Linked DNA regions of Mus musculus: region 2 is linked to region 1. The links are chromatin contacts, called in public promoter capture Hi-C maps. All regions are on one chromosome and are shown on one strand. Each heading gives the region's core, a stretch centred on a gene start, on an enhancer-like site or on the middle of the called end of the contact. The rest is flanking DNA. Distances are from core to core; before and after follow the strand shown. Region 1 holds the start of Mcf2 (mcf.2 transforming sequence). Region 2 holds the start of Sox3 (SRY (sex determining region Y)-box 3).

Region 1 (7,912 bases), core at 4,473-6,972:
TTATTTATTTATACTTTTCAGATAGTTCTGCACATTTGGGTTACAATATTCCTTAGCTTACAGCACATCAAAATGAACAGTGGAGAATGCAGCCTGGAACCAGAGACAATAAAAGACAGTAGAAAAAACTGACAGCAGCAAGAAGTGACAGCTAACAGAGAAGGGATATATGAAGAGATTAGACAAAGCAGACATTACAAATTAAAAGGCAGAGAGATCTGTGCCCGTTTGCCACAGAGACAAAGAGCCTCCACTCGAACCCCTGAGCACTGTATATATCAGATTAACATAATTGATGCTGTCTTAAGGACAGTCTTGAGTCATCAGGAAAGGATGCAATTATTTCCAGGTTCAGGGGTCCAGAAGGTAAGTAAACTTTTTGAAAACCTTTCCTTCCAAAATGGTTAGAAGTTTGAGAAGCAAAATAAACCAGGCACTAAAAGTGTTGATGCTGTTTCAGAGAGAAGTTTGACACAGAAAATAGTCGATATAATGTGATCTACAGGCCAAGATGTTGTTCAGTTAGTTAGGTGCTTGCCTGGCATGAATGAAACCCTGGATGTGGTCCAGAGAACCACATTAAAAACATCTGGAATGGTGGCTTATACATTTAATCCCAGCACGGAGGAGGTGAAGGTAAGAGAATTATGAATTCAGGGCCATCCCCAGCTATATAGTTTTTCAGGGCAGCCTGGTCTACATGAGAGTTTGTTTCAAAATAATAAAAGTTTAGCCCCATTAAAGACCCATTATTCGTTGGAATACATTTTACAGCATTGTGCAATGTATGTAAATCAATGCTGTCATTTATACTCTTTTTATATTTGAGCTAAAACTTAATGATGCCACATTGCAGTTGAAAATAAATTTGGCCGGGCAGTGGTGGCGCACGCCTTTAATCCCAGCACTTGGGAGGCAGAGGCAGGCAGATCTCTAAGTTCAAGGTCAGCCTGGTCTACAAAGTGAGTTCTTCCAGGACAGCCAGGGCTGTATAGAGAAACCCTGCCTCAAAAAACCAAAAGAATAAAAAAACAAATCAAACCAAAAAAAAAAAGAAAAAAGAAAAAAAGAAAATTTGTACATGGATAGGTTTCCACACCTCCTTAAATTCTTAGTTGGGTAAGGCTCTAGTAGATTAATACAGTTTATATTCTTCACAGAGTGCAAAGTATTTTTCCTACTGATTATTAAGTAAGGTAGCATGTGAGAAGGGAAAACTGTAGAAGCAAGCTAATGAACATGTATCTATTCAGTACTCAGGCTGAGCTATCAAGATAGCCCATACGGAAGTAGATTTAAGGGAAAAAATGCAGTTAAGAGAAAACGGGAAGACATAAGGCTTACTTCTCCCTACTTCTTCCCGGATCTGGACCTCTTGGTTAGTTCAACCTGAATGTTCCACAAAAAGCGCCTCCTCGATAGTGACGCCCAGGCTTGGGAAGAATATCTCAAAAGCTTGGACATATTCCTTTACCACATATGAGGCTCTGGGCTCCATTCTCAACACTAAAATAAGATGATAAAATAAATCAAACCCAAACTTGCCCTTCCTCTTCCATTCCCAGCCTCTGGTTGGCTGGTTGGCTGGTTTTAGTTTTTTCTTGAGAAGGCCCTCACTATGTGGCGCTGACTGGAGATCTTCCTGCTTCTCCCTTCCTAGTACTGGGATTAAATTCAAGCACCATCACACCTGGCCTCCATTCCCAGTCTTTCTCCCCAAACCGAAGCCCTGACTCAGCTCTTTTTTGTGTGTTTGTCTGTTTGAGACAGGGGTTTCTTGGTATAGCCCTCACTGTCCTGGAACTCATTCTGTAGACCAGGTTGGCCTCAAAGTCCAACCTTCTGAGTGTTGGAATTAAAGGTGTGCACCCCCACTGCCTGGTTCCTTGGTCTTTCTTTCTTTTCTTTATTGGATAGATTTTTTAAATTTACATTTCAAGTGTTATCCCCTTTCCTGTTCTCCCCCCTCCCTTGGCTTTTCAAGACATAATTTCTTATTTCTCTATGTAACTATGGCTGTCCTGGAACTGGCTCTATAGACCAGGCTGGCCTCAAACTTAGAGGTCCACCAGCCTCTGCCTTCCTAGTGCTGAGATTGAAGGTGCGTACCACCATGCCCACATGCTCTAATCATTTGGAAAACCCTCTGTAATTCTGTAAAGCAACTGTATTCTCCCTTTCTGCTTTGTCTTTGCTCATTTATTTCCTATGTCTGGAATACCTTCTCTGCCTCTACCACACTCCATTCCCACCCCTTATCCACCAGGAAAAAATGAATTCCTCATGCCTTGTGCATCCCTCTGATTTTGAGACCCTACCACCTCAGAAGTAAAAGCGTGCTTTCTCTGGGCTGCCTCATAAGAGAAACTGTGTACACACAAATAACTACGTAATAAGTGACCTTTCAAAGGGTTCTTCATGGCAGTAAAAAGCTTTCTGAACACATAGGTAGATACAGGAGTATTTTTAAGTATATGAAATCTTTTTTGCATTTACAGTTATAAACTGTGCATGGTAGCACACACCTGTAACCCCAGTATCTGGGAAGTAGAGGCAGGAAGAGCCAGAATTTGAGATCAACCTTAAGACTCTATGTTCAGAGCCCAGTGTGGTGGTGCATGCCTTTAATCCCAGCACTTAGGAGGCAGAGGCAGAGGCAGGCGGATTTCTGAGTTCAAGGCCAGCCTGGTCTACAGAGTGAGTTCCAGGACAGCCAGGGCTACACAGAGAAACCCTGTCTCAAAAAACCAAAAAAAACAAAAAACCAAAAAAAAACAAAACAAAACAAAACAAAAACAAAAACAAACAAACAAAAAACAGTACATGCTGGGAAGCCTGGCTACCTGAGTAGCCGCATGGTGGAAGGAAAGAACAGAGTATTGTAAGCTGCCCTTTGACCTCCACATATGTGCTAGGGCACCTGCTCCCACACATATACGCACTAAAAAGAGAACAAAACAGTGTATTTTTGAAAAGAGCAAAATAAGTCCCAAGCTGTACACGGGGTTACAAACCTGTAATTTTGGTTACTCTAGAGGTTGAAGCACATCCTTTAAACCAGGAGCTCAAAAGCAACATAGGCAAGTTTTTTAAATGCCCACCTCAACAACAACAACAACAACAACAACAACAACATAAAGTTATAATATCCTATAGGGTGTGTCCCAGCCACAGATATACTTATCTTTGCAGGGACATGGTGGTAACTGCTGAAAAATACCTGAACACAAATAGCTGCCAGTCTCCCTACCCCACTACTGTATCCCTCTCCCCACCCCCACCTCCACTAAAACACAACAGAGTGCTAGGATGTATTGCCATGCCACAGTGGCAGCATGTTAGAAACTTCCAAGGATCAAGAAAATGAACTGAGAACAAAGAAAGAAATGCCTGGCAATAGAATCATCCCTTTGTATTTCATTTTTGTGGCATTTTCCCACCAGGATTGTAACTTAGAGGTAGAGCATTTGCCTAGCATCCAACACACAGGCCCCAGAACACCTCATTCTCTCGTATCCATACAAGTGTGTGTGTGTGTGTGTGTGTGTGTGTGTGTGTGTGTACATGTGAGTGCCTATGTGTTATGAGTGGTGGTAGACATGAGGATGTACCTATGCCCTCTCAGCACTGAGGATTATTTGGAGCTGGTCCTGAGCTACAAAGTGAGACTGTTTCATTTTTTATGTGTTTTTTTTCTACGAAGTTGATCTTTAGCCCCCACTGCACACGACTTGTGCACAGGCTTCCTTTTTTTTTTTTTTTTTTTTTTTGCCTCCCACATCCATTTAAACTGCCCTGAAACCCTGAAAAAGTGTGTGCCCCACTCCCACACTTCCCTTAATGATTTATTATTACATACAGAAAATAACATTGACCGCTTCCAAACAAAATACTCAAGACCAAAGGGTTCTTTGTTACCAAGCTTTAGACAGAGCCCTGGGTTTCCTGTGGTTTAACCGAAGTCATCGACGTGACCTCCTTCCAATTCGTGGACAGCCTCAAACAAGAAGAGGAATTTGGAACACACACTGTGGCTACCTGATTTGAGAAAAGAAAAACTACACCATGTCTAGTTTTTAATTCCCAAATTCCCATTACAAGGAACACCGCAGGGTAAGCAAGCACCACAGACGCACAAAAGACATGGCCAGAGCTGCAGCACCTGGCGGATATTCCTGGACTGCTAATGGTATTAGAGGAACTTTAAATTTTAGGAGCCTCTGCATGCTTCACGGTACACCAAGAGTCCAAAGCCAAGCAACTCCGACTAGCTCAATATGTATACATCAAGTGCCGCCTCTCACTACTCTTAAGCTTTTTACCAAAACAGTGGCAGCAGTTAAGACATTTGTTAGCTTTGGTTTTGTCCCTCCAAGGCAAGTAAGAAAGAGCCTTTCGCCTTTGTAGTAAGAGCTGAAGGAAGACAGGAAGCTCATAGGACCAGGCTGGAAAGAAGTGGCGGTCCTAGTGAGAAAACCCAAATTCTTGACCGCAGTTTGCCTGCAAACTCCTCCTCCAACTTCAGGCCCGCGGCTTTCAGAATCCAAGCGCCTTTTTGACTTGGCCCTAGCACGCGTACGTGAAACAAACAGCAACCACCCACACAAGTAAATAAACCTCGCTTTAAAAACTACAGGGAGTGTTACAGGGAAGTGCATCTGCATCCTCCTCCTCAGCAAGGTTCCGCTCTAGGGTACAGAATGCGGTGTAGGAAGATTCCTCCCTTAACATTCCCAACTCCACCAAGAGGCATCCAGGTGGGTGGTGGTGGGAAGTGAGGAAGAGACCTGGAACAGTCTCACCTTGCATGGCGGGCTTCTGGGGGTCCACCTGCGGGGCTTGAGCTGAGCAGAGAGCCACACACATCCTCAGAGTGGCAGCTGGCCTGAGGAACTGAGGTCCACAGTCTGGGCGGCTCTAAACTAGGAGTGCCACAGCAGGGGGGGTGGATTATGGAGTGAATGGGGGCAGGGAAAGGAGAGGGAGAAAGAGAGAGTGAGACAGAGACGGAGGGAGAGAGAGAGAGAGAGAGAGAGAGAGAGAGAGAGAGAGAGAGAGAGAGAGAGAGAGAGGTTGATTGAGAGAGAGAGAGCAGAGAAGACAAAGTGCACCAGACATCCCCTACCCGAACAGGTTGAGGAGGGAGCCGGGAAGAGGGGAGAGAGCCCAGTGTTCCAGGCAACTGAGTGGGAGTGCACAGGGATGTGGTACTCACCTGCTAGGAAGACTGCCTGCAGCAAGCAGAGGTAGTTCTTCCCGTACTTCTCCGCGATCCTAACGCGATGCAGGGCCATGGCCATGTCCACCTGCACCGGGACCGCCTGCGTGAACGGCACGAAAGAACAGTGGTCCTGATTCAGCTGGAGATTGGGCGCCTTGGCGGCAGCCCTAGGCAAACGCTTGACCGCCAGCCACTGCGAGGCCAGGGCCGGAGTGGAAGCGGGAGGGGACCCTGTTGGAGGGAGCCCAGCCCGAGAGGACCCTGCTGGAGGGAGCCTTGCTGGAGGGAACCTTGCTGGAGGGGGCCCTGCTTCCGCCATCCTCAAGCCAGACTCGCTAGTTGGTGACCCCAACCTCAACTGGCCACTGCCGGACTCTGGCTCGCTAGCAGCCCGTCTGTGCAAGCACAGACGCGGCCAGAAGGGTCGCAGTCTACGCAGCTCAGTGGCTTAGAAGACTAGAGCCCCCTAGCTGGGACCAACAAGCCCCAGGACAGGGAGCCCAGAAACTTGCAGAGATTTCAAGACTCTGGCTGCAGAGCACTTCTGACCTCAGCTACTGAGAGTTGAGCAACTCCGCTCGGAGTGGATGTACACCCACGTCCCCGCCTAGTTTCCAACAGGATGGATCAGGGGCGGGACACCGAGAACCAGAGGGGACAGCCCCCACAGATACGCCCGCGGAGGGGTAGGGAAGGCTGGAGCACGTGTAGGGAGGAGACCGCCCGACCTCTCACTCTAGGCAGTGGGAGCTGGAGTCAAGAGTTTTCTTCCTTTGCATCCTGCTTCTCAGGGCAGGGCAGGAGTGGAGTAAGGATACACAGTGTGGGCACCTGCAGATAACACTGTTGGAGAGCTTTGCTGATGCCAGAAAAGCAGCCCTGGTTAGTCCAAAAGGGCTGGAGCTCTAGCCTGAATGTGCCTTCTCCCACCCTGCCCCCCACCAGCCTGCACTCGCCCAAGTTTCCTGACTTGCTTTAAAAAGGAAAGGAGGAAATAGAAATGGGCTACTGAGAAGACTGTGAGGTAAAAAACACTTGCTGGATCAACCTGGGTTAAAGGAACCCTGTGTAAGTTATGGTATAATAAGAGAACTGATCCCACATAAGTGTTCCCTGACCTCTACATGCACTGTAATACATATGTTATGCACAAAAATAAATAATAACCAAAGTCGAATCTGAACATACAGATCAGTTGGTAGAGTGTTTTCCTAGTGTGCACTTCTGGGTAGGAGATGGACTCTGAAGGATCAGGGTTATCTCCAGCGACATAGCCCATTCCAGGCCAGTCTGGGCTACTTACAAAAGATCCTGTCTCAAAAACATCACATACGCAATTAAAACGAAAAATAACAACAAACTGACCAGGGGAATGGGGGGGGTGGCAGCAAGACAAGACATCCTCTTGAAGAACCAAGTGAGAAAGGATGGGAGGTCCCAGCCAATCCCTTCTCCTAAGCCCAAAGCTCCCCAGAAGAAAGCTTTGGAAGAGTAAGGGAAAGCTAGCTGCTCATAACAAAAGCTAGAGCAGCAGGACTTTGAAGGGCTAGCAGGGAGGTAGGGGGGAGGGGCTGGAGGGAGGGAAGGGGGAAAAAAGAAATCTGGTAAATAAATTATAATCTGGAAAAAAAAAAGGAAAAGCTATAGAAGCCGGGCAGTGGTGGCACACGCCTTTAATCCCAGCACTTGGGAGGCAGAGACAGGTGGATTTCTGAGTTTGAGGCCAGCCTGGTCTACAGAGTGAGTTCCAGGACAGCCAGGGCTACACAGAGAAACCTTGTCTCAGATTAAAAAAAAACAAACAAACAAAAAAAGCCTATTATTTCTGTAGAAACTACTGTTTCATACATAGTGAAAATTTCCCCCTGATGTTCCTTAAAAGAAATGGCTGTTCTGATGGTCTCATGCTTTTTTGTTGTTTTGTTTTGTTTGTTTTTGTTTTTCGAGACTGAGTTTCTCTGTGTAGCCCTGGCTGTCCTGGAACTCACTCTGTAGACCAGGCTGGCCTCGAACTCAGAAATCCACCTGCCTCTGCCTGGTCACATGCTTTAAGTCCATTTCCAGTGCCACTATATCTCCGCCCCCCCCCCCCCCAAGACAGGGTTTCTCTGTATAGCCCAGGCTATCCTGGAACTCACTTTGTAGACCAGGTTGGCCTCCAACTTAGAAATCCACCTGCCTCTGCCTTCAGAGTGCTGGGATTAAAGACATGCTTCACCACGCCAGGTGCCACTATAGTTTTAGGGAACAAATGTCTTCTATAAATGTCAGCAGTCCTTTCATGAACTGTATTGTTCACACAGTGATGATGTATCCGAAATCAAGTGTTTACTGCTTGAGGAAAAGGTGACTCTAGACTATCATTTGAAATCATAACTCTGGACTCCTTCAATTATTAGCTACAATGAGTCAGGTGTAAACAGTGACGTGAGGATCCGAGGGTGATTGCTGACCTTCTATGCTGCTCAACTAATTCCTTCTTAGGATGAATTAGAACTCAAAACTAGCATGCATTAAACAGTGCGATGAAAGCAAAACAGTGTCACCATACTGGTTATATAGGTTACTTGACAATAAAAGAACGTGCTAGCATTGTGCATATTACAAAGTATATTTATCATAGCACAAACACACACACACATCTATGCACCATGGTGCATGCTTTTAATTCCAGCACCAAGGAAGCAAAGG
Region 2 (7,223 bases), core at 593-3,092, 710 kb after region 1:
TATAAATTAACATTGGCTTTAGCTGTCGCGCCAATTGGCGCGGCCAGCACCCCCCCCCCAAAAAAAAGCCAGAGGAAAACAGAAGCAATACGACTGGGGGTGGAGGCATTGCAGTTCTTGGGGGCGGGCAACCTCACTCAGTTCTCGATTAATAGCAAACTAACAAGACATTTTCAACTGCAACAGAAGAACCTAGGAATCCGGGAAGAGGAAGGGGCCGCGGTTTCTCCGCAAACACCACAGCGATTCCCAGCCAGAGGGGGAGGGAGGGGCAGTGGTCAGAAGCCAGCGGCTCTAGCAAGTCCCATTTCCGCTGCTCGGGACTTCTCGCTTTTGTACAAAACCCCGACAGTTACGGCCAAACTTTCGGTCCTCCTCATCTTCGGTACAAGGCAACGGTCCCAGGCGAGCAAAGCTAAACAGCAAGGCGTCCCAACGTGGGGGGTGTGGGGCGGGGTGGGGGCGAAGAGCTGGGAGCGCGGGCCGGAGCTCAGATGTGGGTCAGCGGCACCGTTCCATTGACCGCAGTCCCGGCGCCCTGGTAGTGCTGGTGCACGCCGTGCAGCCGGCCGCCTGGGAGCGGAGAAGCGGCGTCGGCCGCGTCCCCGCCAGGTGGCAGGTACATGCTGATCATGTCGCGCAGGTCGCCGAGGCACGCGCGCTGCGAGTGCGAAGCGATGGCGGGCGGCGGAGAGCTGGGCTCCGACTTCACCACGGAGCCCATGGGGCCCAGGCTCATGGCGGCGGCGGCGGCGGCCGCGGCGGCAGCGGTGGCGGGCTGCTGCCCGTAGGCGGCGGCGGCGGCGGCCGCGGCGGAGGGCGCCATGCCCCCGTAGCCCGAGGCGGCGGCAGCGGCGGCGGCGGCGTTCATGTAGCTCTGGGCGCCGGGTGGCATCATGGGGCTGTACTGCAGGCCGGCCATGTCGTAGCGGTGCATCTGAGGCAGCGCGGGTGGCGGCGGCGGGCTGCTCATGCTCGGGGGCTGCGCGTAGCCCAGCTGCTCCTGCACGAGCGAGTAGGCGCCGTTGGCCCAGCCGTTCACGTGCGTGTACGTGTCCAGGCGCTGGCCCACGCCCACCGGGCTGCTGGCGGCGGCGGCTGCGGCGGCAGCGGCGGCGGCTGCGGCGGCGCCCGGGGGCAGGAGGCCGCCGGGCAGCGAGTACTTGTCCTTCTTGAGCAGCGTCTTGGTCTTGCGGCGGGGCCGGTACTTGTAGTCCGGGTACTCCTTCATGTGCACCGCACGCAGTCGCTTGGCCTCGTCGATGAACGGCCGCTTCTCCGCATCGGTCAGCAGTTTCCAGTCGGCGCCCAAGCGCTTGCTGATCTCGGAGTTGTGCATCTTGGGGTTCTCCAGGGCCATCTTGCGCCGCTGCCCGCGGGACCACACCATGAACGCGTTCATGGGTCGCTTGACGCGGTCCTGGTCGCTGCCCCCGCCGCCACCACCACCACCGCCGCCGTTCGCGCCCCCGCTGCCCCCGTTGCCTGCGTTCGCTCCGCCGGCTGGGTTCGCGCCACTCTTGCCTGCAGCGCCGGGAGCTGCGGGGACGCCGGTGCCCGCGGCTGGGGTGGGCGGCCCCACGGGGTTCTTGAGTTCAGTCTCCAGCAGGCTGTACATCGCCGGGGCGGGAAGGAGGTGCGCCAGCGTGGCGGGAGGAGACGGCGCTCCGGGGGCTGGAGCGGCCACCGTGAAAAGGCCGGGGGACTCCGTCGGAGTGGTGCTCAGGGGCCGGCGGGCCGGCAGCTCAGGCGGGAAGGGCAGGCTAGCCGAAGGGCTCCGCGCAAAGTCGGCGGGAACTCGCGGGCTTCTCTCACCTGATGCGTTCTCTCGAGCTGGTCGCATTCGCAGCTTGCCCGGGAAGCCTGCCCGGTCCCTTATATACCTGCTCAGATCCGGGAGGGTTGGGGCTCGGTCCGCCCCCTCACCACCCGTGGGCCTCGTGATTGACAGGCTCGCCGTGATGAGTCCTGGCCAATCAACACCGAGCCCCCTGTGGCCCAGCTTGGAAAAAAAAGTTCGGGGAGCCCTTTCGTTCACCCTCCAGACCCCTCTTGGGTCGAGTGACGTGATGAGAGCTTTTTCAGGAGGCGGGAGTCCACGAGACCCGCTCTGAGACCACCAATTAGGGTCTCAAAAAGTTTGAAAGAGCGAGAAACCCGAGGAGGTGAGGGAGGAGGGGGGAAGAGGGCGCGCGAGCAAGCGAGACTGGGGGGAGGAGGGGCAGAGGAGCGCCCGCGGGGTTCGGAAACAACTTTGCAGACTCGACTAGGCTGACCAGCGCCCCATCCCATGGCCCACCTGGAAAGCTCCCCGCCCGCCGTCTGCACGGAGGACCTCCAAACCCTGCTGTTGCCAGCGCTAAGGACACTGGGGACCTCTAGCAGTCCAGGCATGCTTGGGACGTTGAGTGTATAACGGAGGTGCGCTACGCTGAGCCACTGAGAAGCCTTCCTTGGAATTGATGGTAGCCGGTTGCCTGAACCCTCCACCCCGAGGGCCACTGCGTGCAGGACCGAGAGAGGGGCGGGGGCCGGGGAGCGGGACTGCTAGCGCACCTGGCTGTGAGGCTCCATGGGGGGTTTGCCAGTGCGAGTGGGGAGTGGCCTCGGCCTGTGCCCGGGGGAGGCGCTCGAACGTAGCTCCTGGGGAGCGGGTTTAGGATGCAAAGGGCGAACGAGCCTTCACTTTTTCGCTCTGGGCCCCTGCTTAGAGGCCCCTTTTTGTCTCTGCTGTCTGGCCATTTCGGGTTTTCCAGTCCGATGCTCCTGAGGGGGAGGGTCGGGCCCCTTGGAAAATCCGTTTTCATGGCAACACGGAGCCTCTCGCAGTAAAAGAAAAGTTTGGGGGGGGGTGGCCGGAGCTGAGCCTAGGCCTTGCTCCGGGTGCACCGCCCCTCCTCCGACCGCGCACCTGCTACGACCGCTGCGAGCGGCTCTCGGCACGCAGCCGCGCTCCCCCCCCCCCCCAAGCGGGCTGTGCTAACAGACTCTGCTTCTCCTTTCTTGTTTTACAGCCTTTCTGACCGAAGGCTGGAGAAGCAGAGTGGGACCTTCAGGCACTTTGTTGGGTTATCTGCCAAGGACTACCATCTAGAGAAACCTCCGCTGCCCGGAGAGGGAACCCGGACATTCTCCGCTGCCAGCTCAAGCAAGTGGCATGGCGTTTGAAAACTCTTGAAGCCCTCGGAGGCTGCTGGAGGGAATAGGAAGCCATCTGGGCAGATGTGGCAGAAACCGAAATAAGGTGTCCGCGCAGTACTGGATTCCCGCTTCCTCCTTTAGCTTGGTGGAAAGGTGGGAAACCTAAAGAAAAGCACATGCCCTAAGTGTGTGTGTGTGTGTGTGTGTGTGTGTGTGAGAGAGAGAGAGAGAGAGAGAGAGAGAGAGAGAGAGAGAGAGAGAGAGAGAGAGAGAGAATTCCAGGCGTCTAGCTTTTCAGCGATAATACTAAATGAGGTGATTTGGGATGCCTGTACTCCCGGCTTCTGTCTCTTTCTCTCATGCACTAATTAAAAAGTAAGCCGCCAACGTTTGCAGGGCGCAGACCAGTTCTGTCCATTTGTGGCCACAGGGTCCGTTGGCACCCGAATCTTGCTTTCTAGCCGGCATCAGTTCCAGAAAGTTTGTGGTCCTGGTTCCTTCCTTTTAAGTTTGTGTTCTACCTGGTCTGAGCCGTTTCCTGCCAAGGATATCAGTAAATTAGGTGGGTGTAGGGGGTTTAAAGTCTCTGGAGACTGTGTGGGGATCTATGTTAGTAAGTGTGCACGCACACGCACGGCTGAGCTGGAAAACATGTTTCAGAACAGGGAATGTTTCAGCAGGCCCCACCTGCACTCGTTTTCTTGGTAAATTGGCTGACAGACTCAAGATTTTCTCAGGCACACCCATGGTCCCCTAAAAAAACCAATGTGCGCTGGCCCTTGCCCTCCCAGCACCCTCTTCACGCCCTCTCTCGTCGCCCCCCCCCCCTCCACCAGGCCCCTGAGGCTGTTGCTAAGTGAAGAGCCGTTTAGGAAACTACCCAACCGACTCGCAGCCTGGCGTCCAGTAGCCTGACAGATGTCAGGATTCTTTCCAAGTTTTAGGACCCAAGTAAGCCGTTGTGGTGACAGTGCCTGGGCTGCATATTTCCCAAGACAGAGGATGTGGGTCTGGGTCCCTGCTCCTCCCCGAAGCAGATTAGCTGTTTGTCATTTGATCACACCTTGTCCTGGTTTAAGTGAGCTCATTTTCACATTACATCCTCCTGCCAGATTCGCTGAGGGCTTTTGGTAGGATCAGACACCTTCTCTCACCCTCTTGGCTTCTCTGCGGTGACTGTGATTAAACTGATCTCTGTGTGGTGGCTCTGGGCTGGGCTAGACAGAGCCAAACAGGTGTTTCACCGAATTCCCTTCAAAACACTTCATAGGAAACTTTCTTCTTACAATTTATTATTTCAGTAGACAAGCAGAGTTAACACTGTGGACCTGAGGATATTCAGGGCGGCTAGGAAACCAGCTTTCCAGACCCTCCCCGCACTGAAGACTAAGACACCAGTCATGCCAAATTCCTTTTATTGGGGGGGTCTGTAGACGTATCTGAGCGGGTACTTCCTTAATCTTAGTGGCTTCTGTCTCCGCAGAGGCTTTCCGGATGGCAAGGTATTGAACTGTAGAGTCTTTCAAACTGTATTCTCTGTATCTGTTAACAACAACAACGAAAAGCAAAATACATCGGGACACAGGAAGGAAAGAATGCGCTCAGCAGAGCTCTTAGCCTTAGAGGCCTCTGGGATTCGGTGGGCAATACCAAGAGCTCTGGATCCCAGACTAGGAAACCGGCCAAGTGCTTCCCCCTCCACCCCTCCCTGCCCGCCCCCCATGCCCCACCCCCGCTCCAAGGAGCGTTAAGACTCCCTCCGATTGGGGTCGAGCCAGGGGCTCCTAGGACCCATGGCGGGACAATAGCGCCGTTTGTTGGCTTCATTTGGAAACTTCACCCAGAGGAGCCCCCTTCTCTCCCTGAGGGTCTTCCAGGTCTTCTCAACCCCGGAAAGACAAACAGCTGCTTGGCTGCAGGGCAGAACAGGACCTATCTTTAGGAAGCTGGTGTAAAACTCCAGTGATTTGGCGGTCTAACCCAGCGAACTCCAGGTATATAGTTTATCCCCTATCTCCCTCCTTCCTGTTGCTTCGGGAGAATCAGGTGTTCCAAAGGGCCTCAGAACTGCAGAGAACTTCTGGTATTGTGCTTTAGAGCTGATAGGGAGCGTTAGATCTGTGTAGGTACCTGCTGGCACGTGGAGAGGATGGCAGTGTTTGAAGTTTGTTCAGGCTAGTTCAGGCCCAAGAGTAGTGCCATCCGTGGTAGCTGGCCCACAGTGCTCTAAGGTTTTCCAAGTATGTTGGTGCCTAGGGCTAAATACTGGCTTGAGGACATGAAAACAACTTCTTTTGGAAACCTTTTCCAGCAGACAAAAGCCTTACATTTTAAAAGTCAATTCTGTCTCTTCATTGAGAGCATTGCTTGACCATTTACCCTGGTACATCCAAGACTGTATTCAGGCTACAGAGGGAGTGCCTTGATCAAGAAGCTTGAATCTATTTTAGAACCATCCTTTGTAAAAAGGTCAGAAAGGTCACTCCTACTGGTGGAAAAGACATAACTTTCCCATTCCACTAGCACTATGTGGGACCCCTCCCATCCCAAACCCCACACAGCAGTGTGTATGTGTGTGTGTATGTGTGTGTGTGGGGGTGTGTGTGTGTGTGTGAAGGGACAGCTTTCCTGTCTTTAAGGTCAGAGAGGGACCTGAAGATCCTAGGTTGGTGGATACAGGCTTTAAACAACCTAGTTGATGCTCTCTAAAGAAACACTTGTAGGAGCTTTGAGACATGGAATAGCATTGTTCTGGAGGTGACAAACTGTGTGGTGGCACAATTTATTCTACTGCTTTTTGGCTGTAGATATTTTTGGGGTGAGCACTTTTGAAACAAGTTTCTGAATTCAATTCATTTACTTAGTTGTTGTAGAGATGCTGGGGTCTCTTTGGCCTCCCCACACTTGAGGGCTCTCATCTGTAAGAGGGACTCTTACTAACAAGGGTGTTAAGGTATTATTAATTACCCGCTCTCTTTTCCCTAGGTGTGCAGCAAATCTGAGGATTTTGACAAACTTTGCCTTCAGCGCCCTCTTGTTGACTTCACAACCCATATCCATTGCCTTCTTCCCAGAGGGGGGAAAGCACTGCCCAGGAACAGGGTCCCATTTCAGAGGGCTTCCAGGGCCACTGTCATTGCCCTGTTTGTCTCCTCCTCACCCCCACCCCCTCCCACCACTCTGCAGGAGCTCTGTAATTCAGATCAACCAACTCACACACACACCCGCAGAGCAACCCCCAGAAACCTGGCTCCCGGATGGGGGGTGGCTGCCCTCCCACTGTGCTTGCCAGGAAAGGGAGTCCATCTCCTTTGCTGATGCAAAGGCATGGCCCTCGCTTAAGCAGAATCAAGGTGATTCATAGGAGTATGGGACCAGGGAAAAGATCTTAAAATTGTTATCTGCACAGATTTAGAATTCCGCCGGGGTGGGGGTGAGTAGGAGTCCACTAGACCTGACTACCCTTCCCTGGAAAAATCAATGCAGACTAGGCATCTCCCCTGCCTCTGTGCAGGTTCACCTGCTCCTTCCGCGGGCGATGCCTGTTAGCTTTGAGAGGGTTTGGGTAGAGCTTTCCGGGGGTGGGGGTCGGGGTGGGGATAAATCTCAAGGCAGGATTCAGCTGTCCTTAATCCCATGTTTTCCTTCTCTCTTTTTACTAAACGTTTTCATTTTCTAAAAAAGTCGAGAGCTATGGAATTCGATGCGCAGATTTTCTATTTTCCTTCTTGGCCCAGCATTTCCTTTGGTTACATTAAGTTTCCACCCTACATTTATTATGTGCTAAGTTGTTTGTATAGTATGCAACAGTGAGTGAGATCTTGCCCTTTTCACTCTGCATTGCAAACTGGAAACAGTCTGAGAGAAGACTTGAGACTGAGCAAACGGGATTTCACTTACCCCAAACTCCTAGCAGATCCACAGAGAAGTCTGCTCCCAGGGAAGAGGAAGGTCCTGTGCAAGGATCTGGACTGATTGGGAGTGGTACGCCCCCGGGGGCCCTCAGTGACCCTGCTTATCCTTGCAGGCTTGCGCTTTCCCACCGCGGCTTTCTCTCTGAGAGAGCGCTAGCCCAGCAAGCT

The links. Promoter capture Hi-C pulls out the DNA fragments that hold promoters and counts their contacts.
Region 2: a promoter capture Hi-C map of embryonic stem cells shows a contact between it and region 1. The contact joins the promoter of Sox3 here to the promoter of Mcf2 in region 1. A contact is called at or near these places in 5 of 39 promoter capture datasets (cranial neural crest, embryonic stem cells, hippocampal neurons and 1 more), 10 of 484 Hi-C or Micro-C datasets (all in embryonic stem cells) and 2 of 115 datasets of contacts at active chromatin or transcription factors (both in embryonic stem cells).

Annotation. Positions count from the first base shown.
Region 1 is chrX:60,173,367-60,181,278 of GRCm38.p6, forward strand. Mcf2 (mcf.2 transforming sequence) reads right to left here and starts at 5,723. Exons shown (of 28, transcript NM_001289731.1): 1 at 5,216-5,723. The coding sequence starts at 5,540.
Region 2 is chrX:60,891,588-60,898,810 of GRCm38.p6, forward strand. Sox3 (SRY (sex determining region Y)-box 3) reads right to left here and starts at 1,843. Exons shown (of 1, transcript NM_009237.2): 1 at 1-1,843. The coding sequence starts at 1,843. The coding sequence ends at 491. Gm38438 (predicted gene, 38438) reads left to right here and starts at 2,066. Exons shown (of 3, transcript NR_155290.1): 1 at 2,066-2,165; 2 at 3,015-3,294; 3 at 6,127-6,480.